Linked DNA regions of Bombyx mori: region 1 is linked to region 2. Evidence: chromatin contacts called from public Hi-C data. All regions are on one chromosome and are shown on one strand. The core of a region is the stretch at or near the end of the contact, and the rest is flanking DNA. Distances in the headings are between cores, read along the strand shown. Region 1 holds the start of LOC101744503. Region 2 overlaps LOC101744503.

Region 1 (3,004 bases), core at 264-2,763, 95 kb after region 2:
CTGTTCTAATAATTCAAAGCCACGAGTTCCTAATCTAATCTAACGCACAAAACGGCGCAACGAAATCGAGATACCCAAATCAACATCCAATACCATCATTGCCCGGTCAACAGCCATGATCACCAAACAAGAGATCTCAGAATCGCGTCTCGAATTAAAAACGCTTTTTAACCGGACAAACACAAATGCTCATTTTATATCAACACACTGACACACGAGAATAGATTAATGGCCGCCGAACGCGTTGCGAAAATATTTAAATATGTTAACCTTGATCGTTTGGAACAGTTAACGAGTTGATACGCATGTGTGTTAAATAACAAAAATAACATGTGGCTTCGTGTCTGTTTTATTTTTCTTACATAGCTCTAATCGTGCACAGTGATAATGGGGAAAATCGCAGGCGCATTTTTGAGTTTGACATTCCTTTTTTTTTTAAACGTAACGGACTTCTTACTTGTTTTTGAGCGCGTAATGAGGTCGGATCTCTCGCTGCTGATACTGATTATTGTTATTGTATAATACTTATTCATTTAAAAGTTCGTTTTTCATCTAGATTTTTTTACACGAAAAAAGCAGATACATTTGTAACAATAAAACTAAGTTTACTAAATTAAACCCCAGCACCAAAATAAAATTAATAAATTATTGTGAAAAGAATAAGGACACCTGCACTCATTTTTGTTATCACAACTTTTAATGTTGTTATAACTTCAAACATCCATAAAAACAAAACCGTATTTTTTCCATAATAATTTTGCATAACATCATTTTCAGAGATAATTTAGAGTTGAAAACAAAGTGTTGCCATGCCAGATTTATTAAGGTCCTTGAAAAAAAAGATAGCTAAAATTATATTTAAAATTTTCATCTTACCTTTCCTCCTTCCGTAGGGCCCACAAAACGAATTGCCTTTGCCAATAACATTGTCGTCGATGGCTCTGATCAACTTCTCCTTGTCTTCGTATTTTTCCTCACGGGAGATCGACCCCCATCTTGTGGGTAAGTCTTCTTGCATGGATTCCGATTTGCCTTTTGTGCCTCTTGGCTTTTTCAAAACACTTGTCATAATTCACATAGCACAGCGCAATAAAAATAGTACACTGAAATCACAGAACGCTTTTTTTTGTTTTTATTTTTTTTGAATTTCTAATTCACCAACCGAGTGTTTCTTCGTAAATAGTGCGTTAGTTTATCGCGTTTATCACGTTGTGACGGGCACGTGCTACGTATCGCGCGGCAATCGAACGAATGACGACGACTGAATCTGAACTACGAAGTAATCCGAGAGAGATAACCTTGTTCGAGCGGCGTGGCTCCGCACTCCGCGGCATAGAGCGAGTAATACGTAGGTACATTATTGAATACAAACAGGACGCCGAGCCGGTGACTTGAAGTTCGTGACCGTAAGACCGCACATCGGCGCCCTTCCCGCATTTTCAGGTTGCCAACATAAAAAAAACGTATACGATTAAAACGCGAAATGTTCTAACCTATTTACTTCTTTAGTTCCTGGAATATATTAAGTGTATAATCTATGTTTAGTTCTATTCAATTTGTCATGCGCATGTGGTTGCGGCGAATCGATTTTTGTTTGAGATTTCAATGGAAATTGTTATGTGACTGCATTTCCTTTAGACTGGAACAACTACGGTTGTTATTAGATTTATTTAATGCAATGCGATGTTCGAATCTTATAGGCAGGTGCCAATTTTTCTAATGAAATACGTACTTAACGTATGCATAATATATTCATGATTAACCTTGATGATAAAGGGAAAACATCATGTAATAAAAATCAAAGCCGCCAAATTATAATTTGCGCAATTATTAGTGATAAGACGTCTTGTGAGTCCGCACAGGTCGTTTTTTTTTTATAGCTCACATGGGTGGACGAGGTCACAGCCAACCTTGTGTTAAGTGGTTACTGAAGCCCACAGACATCTATGATGTAAATGCGCCACCTACCTTAAGATATAAGTTCTAAAGTCTCAGTATAGTTACAACGGCTGCCCCACCCTTCAAACCGAAACGCATTACTGCTTCACCCCTTGTGACCTCTTGTGAGTCCGCACGGGTGGGTATCACCACCCTGCCTATTTGTGCCGTGAAGCAATACGTTTCGTTTTGAAGGCTGAAGCAGCCGTTTTACTAGAAAACTGAGGCTTTAGAACTCATGTCTCAAGATGGATGGCAGCATTTACGTTATAGATGCCTACAAGCTCCGGTCCACTCGTCTAAGCAATAAAAAGTGCTCACTAGCTATCACAATAATATACAAAGCCTACGTTAGATTATACAGGTAAAAGGCTATTTGGTTTAAAGGCTTTTTTATGATTTATGTATTACTGGTGGCCCGGAGGCCTTTCTAGTTTCACCAGGACAGGTGGGCGAGCAAAGGCTCAGCCAGGAGGGGTGGGATTTGCTAACAGCTGCCCGAGCGCCTCCGAACAAGACGTAACAACTCAAGAGCAACTGCTTCGTGAATGAATCTACTACCGGATCGGAATCACGACCCGCTGAAAAGATCCGGCGAGAAACTCAGCGGGCTGGTGTTTAGGTTAGGTTGCACGTCGAGCTCTTTGCCGAGTTCGACGAGTACGGTTACCGGGGTCTCTAAGACTGCTCCTAGTGTTAGAGCTGAAGGCGTCTAATGCATGAGTTATTGGATCTGATGGATCCGTAAGGACGTGTAACGACACTTTTACAACTATCCATTATTGATGTGTATCTTTAAATGTAACGCCAAATACCAAATCGAAGAGGGAATTGAAAAAGGTAAACAAATAAATCGAGGGGTGAAATTTGGCTATTTGGTATAAGCGACATTTTTGCAAATTTACAGGAGAACAACTTGAAGTTTAAAATTTGGAAAGAATGTCATAACAAAAAAAAAATAGCTATTTGAATGGAGTAAGCTTAATTGAAGTTCAATTAAAAACATCGAACTGTTGATGCTAATAACAAAGAAAACGCACCATTAATTACAATGATAAATGTCGCG
Region 2 (3,136 bases), core at 203-2,702:
TGCTCCAAGGTAGATACAGGCAGAGCAGTACCAATTCCGACAAGTTCATAATACCACAATAAAAAGATAGACAAACCAGTTTTATAGAACAGAAAACTAGGTAGTGTTAAGTCCCTGCTAACACGCGGATGTCGCACACACGTTTCCTGTATGTCAGACGTAAATACGTGACCTGAATGATCTCTCTGCACTAAGGTTAATATAGAACAAGAATGAACCTTGAACTTTGTGTGGACTTGCGCAGCCTAATGGAAGGATTCTCTCGCTGATAATACGGAAGTGACTAATGAATAATTACGTTAAAAAAAGATGTGTGGTGTCTCGTGAGACACCGGATAGGAACGTAACACCTTATTATAAAAATATAAATTTTAAGTTCTATTCGAGGTATAAAGCAAAATAATTATTCGGGTACCTATACATTTTTTATTATGATTTTTTTATTGATAAAAATAAATAAAAAACTAATATACTTTACAAAGTTATCATCTTTATTTTATTCACAATAAAAAATATATAATAATATAGAAAGAAACAACTATTTATATGAATAATAATAATTACCGTCATCACGTAGACTATCATTAGACACTGTATAGCCATCATACTGAGACTATACATAAATAACAAAAATCTTACGTTACGGACGTTTTTTTGCCGGTTAGGGTACCCCCTCACATCGGCCCAAAAGGAACTTCGTTCCAAAAATACTGCGCTTCCCTAATACCGCTTGTGGCACCTGAGAGACGGCATTAGAAGATAAAATTTGTTTGACCTTGACCTCGTTCTATATGACCTAATATAGAACAAGAGTTGTTGACAGACCTCAGAAATAAGTGGCTATTGATATTATTGTGCTTCATCGATTTTCAAATACTTTTAACTGTTCGTATGATCTTAGACGACTGATATATTGACTGAATACATTCGCGTGTACTTCATGCGATATCAGAAATATACAGGGAGCATGCGGTATCCATATTCTAATAACTTTAAATTAGCGGAGTCATGATATATGATAAGAATTTAGTTACACTCAAGAGGCCAAGACACTTGCTATAGTAAATTATTTTCGGACTGCCCGTATTAGAGATATTGAGATATTGTTCCCATTTATTATTTCCATCCCATTTTTCTTCCCATTCAGATATTTCACGGGAATTTTAAATATTAATTTTATAATTTTAAATAATATCGCGTGATCAATCTGAAAGATTTGATCTATATACGTACGAAATGAAGACTGAAGATGTTTTCCGTCTATAATCTCGATCTCATTCTTGAACGTAATTTATAAATGTAGGCCATAGCCTTTCCAGACTAAGTTACCATTAAGTACGGAATCCGCAATTTAAAGTTCAACCTATAAAAATATTGGATGTTTGCCAAACATTGGATCCGTGAGAGCACCACTCGAAATGTAAGCCGATACCGAAATTATTAGAGGCAAAAACAATGTTCATCTCGCGTTGCAGATAACAAAAATTCACTATACATTCTCATAGCTCTAGAACGGTAATTGTGAGAACGTGTTTTTTTTCCGTTGTTTTATTTCGCGTTTCAAACAAAGCTGTAATGTTTACGAGCTCCAAAATAGATTGGGTAGCGCTACTTTAGTTTGCGAGCATAACAATCTGCGGGATAACGTTTTTTAGCAATCGAAATCTTTGGTTAATGTTGATCTTGTTCGATATTTTGTTTACACGAGCCGGCTATACCCTGGCCCAAGATCCGTAGGTAAATTTGAGACGTGAAGGAAAGATTTTATTGCATTAAAAAACGAATAACCTACCATTCCGAGTGAGGACCGATATTGATGAATACGAACTTAGAGACAAAGTTGTGGTAGTTTAACCAGAGTTGTCGTTGTTTTGTTTCCATACCTATTCGCTGGTAGCCTAAGGGGCTATTTCAGCTACGTCTGGACCGGTAGGTGAGCTCACGGGTTCAACCTGAGAGAATTTGCTAACACTAGCCCCAGCAAGAGTAGTGCTTCACGGAAACCACCGGATCGGACCCACTGAGAACATCCGGCAAGATACTCAATGGACTGTGTCTATGCTTGAGGGAAACATTGTATATATAGTTTACTATTAATAGTAGATGTTTTGGCGTGATATCACATTTTACATAATAAAATTTACATCAAAACCATTAGATTCATTCCGTTGCTTAATCGAGCGACTTCCCTTTGAATAACAAGAAAAATAAGTCATAAAAAAACGGTGATTCAGATAAGACCACCGCTGTTTTCGTCAACTTGGCACACAGACACTATGTCAAGTGATACACATTGTTTTACAGCCGTGAACTAGTTCATGAAATATCTGAGCTAAACCCATATCTTCTAGGAATCGTGTCATTTAACTGATTTATAAGCCGCTGCGTAATATCCCAAGTGTTATGAATCTTTTAAGATGCTATAAATCGTTGAGGAAAATTATGCAAGATTTTATTATTAGGGCCTTAAAGCGGACTTAGGAGATAAAAGAGTTTGAAAGAAATTATTTTTGTATAGAGTCTTGAAGTTTATGTACACTAAACAGGTGGTTGCCGGCTGCCCCGCAATTTGAGGTCGAAATTTGATTATATAATGGCTGTTCCGCCCTCCAGACCAAAATGAATGCTTTCATGTCAGAAATTAGCGTTTGGTGCACACTTGCAAAATACACAAAAAATATCGGAAAAGATCGGACGATTCACCCCAGTGCCATAGATAAGTCTCGCGATACGCCCTTAGTTTTTTTATTTATTTATTTGGGAAAGAAGATAGCTAGAATCAATCTCGTTATTTATTATTTTATATAAAAACATTTGATCCCTCAGTAGCCTACGATCGACCAGAGAGACAAATTCTGTCGGTTCTGGAGAGTTAAAGCGACGACAATGGTATAAAAGATACTTAAAAAAAAATGTGTGCGTGTACTAGTGTACACACGTAAGAAGTGAAACTTCTTTATGGCCTTATTTTTCGAAAAATGATCTACATGCAACTTTCTAGAAATTGGTTAAATAAAGTTAAATTAGATAAAGTTTAAACAAAAGGATTTTATTATCATAGACATGAATACAAAAAAGTTAAATTAGATAAAGTTTAAACAAAAGGATTTTATTATCATAGACATGAATACAAAAA

The links. Hi-C and Micro-C count contacts between places; a contact is called where the count stands out from the background.
Region 1: a contact with region 2 is called in a Hi-C map of whole pupa, with 1.8 times the contacts expected there. The contact joins the promoter of LOC101744503 here to the enhancer-like site in region 2. A contact is called at or near these places in 3 of 7 Hi-C or Micro-C datasets (all in whole pupa).

Annotation. Positions count from the first base shown.
Region 1 is chr14:9,493,986-9,496,989 of ASM3026992v2, forward strand. LOC101744503 reads right to left here and starts at 1,514. Exons shown (of 17, transcript XM_038015344.2): 1 at 877-1,514. The coding sequence starts at 1,069. All of the region lies in intron 1 of LOC101742537 (RIB43A-like with coiled-coils protein 2), which reads left to right.
Region 2 is chr14:9,398,754-9,401,889 of ASM3026992v2, forward strand. All of the region lies in intron 5 of LOC101744503, which reads right to left. Among protein-coding and RNA genes, the nearest start is that of LOC101742537, 20 kb to the right of the region's middle. Within about 2 kb of position 1,453, at least 1 of the 8 cell types and tissues checked has open chromatin away from gene starts, as enhancers often do.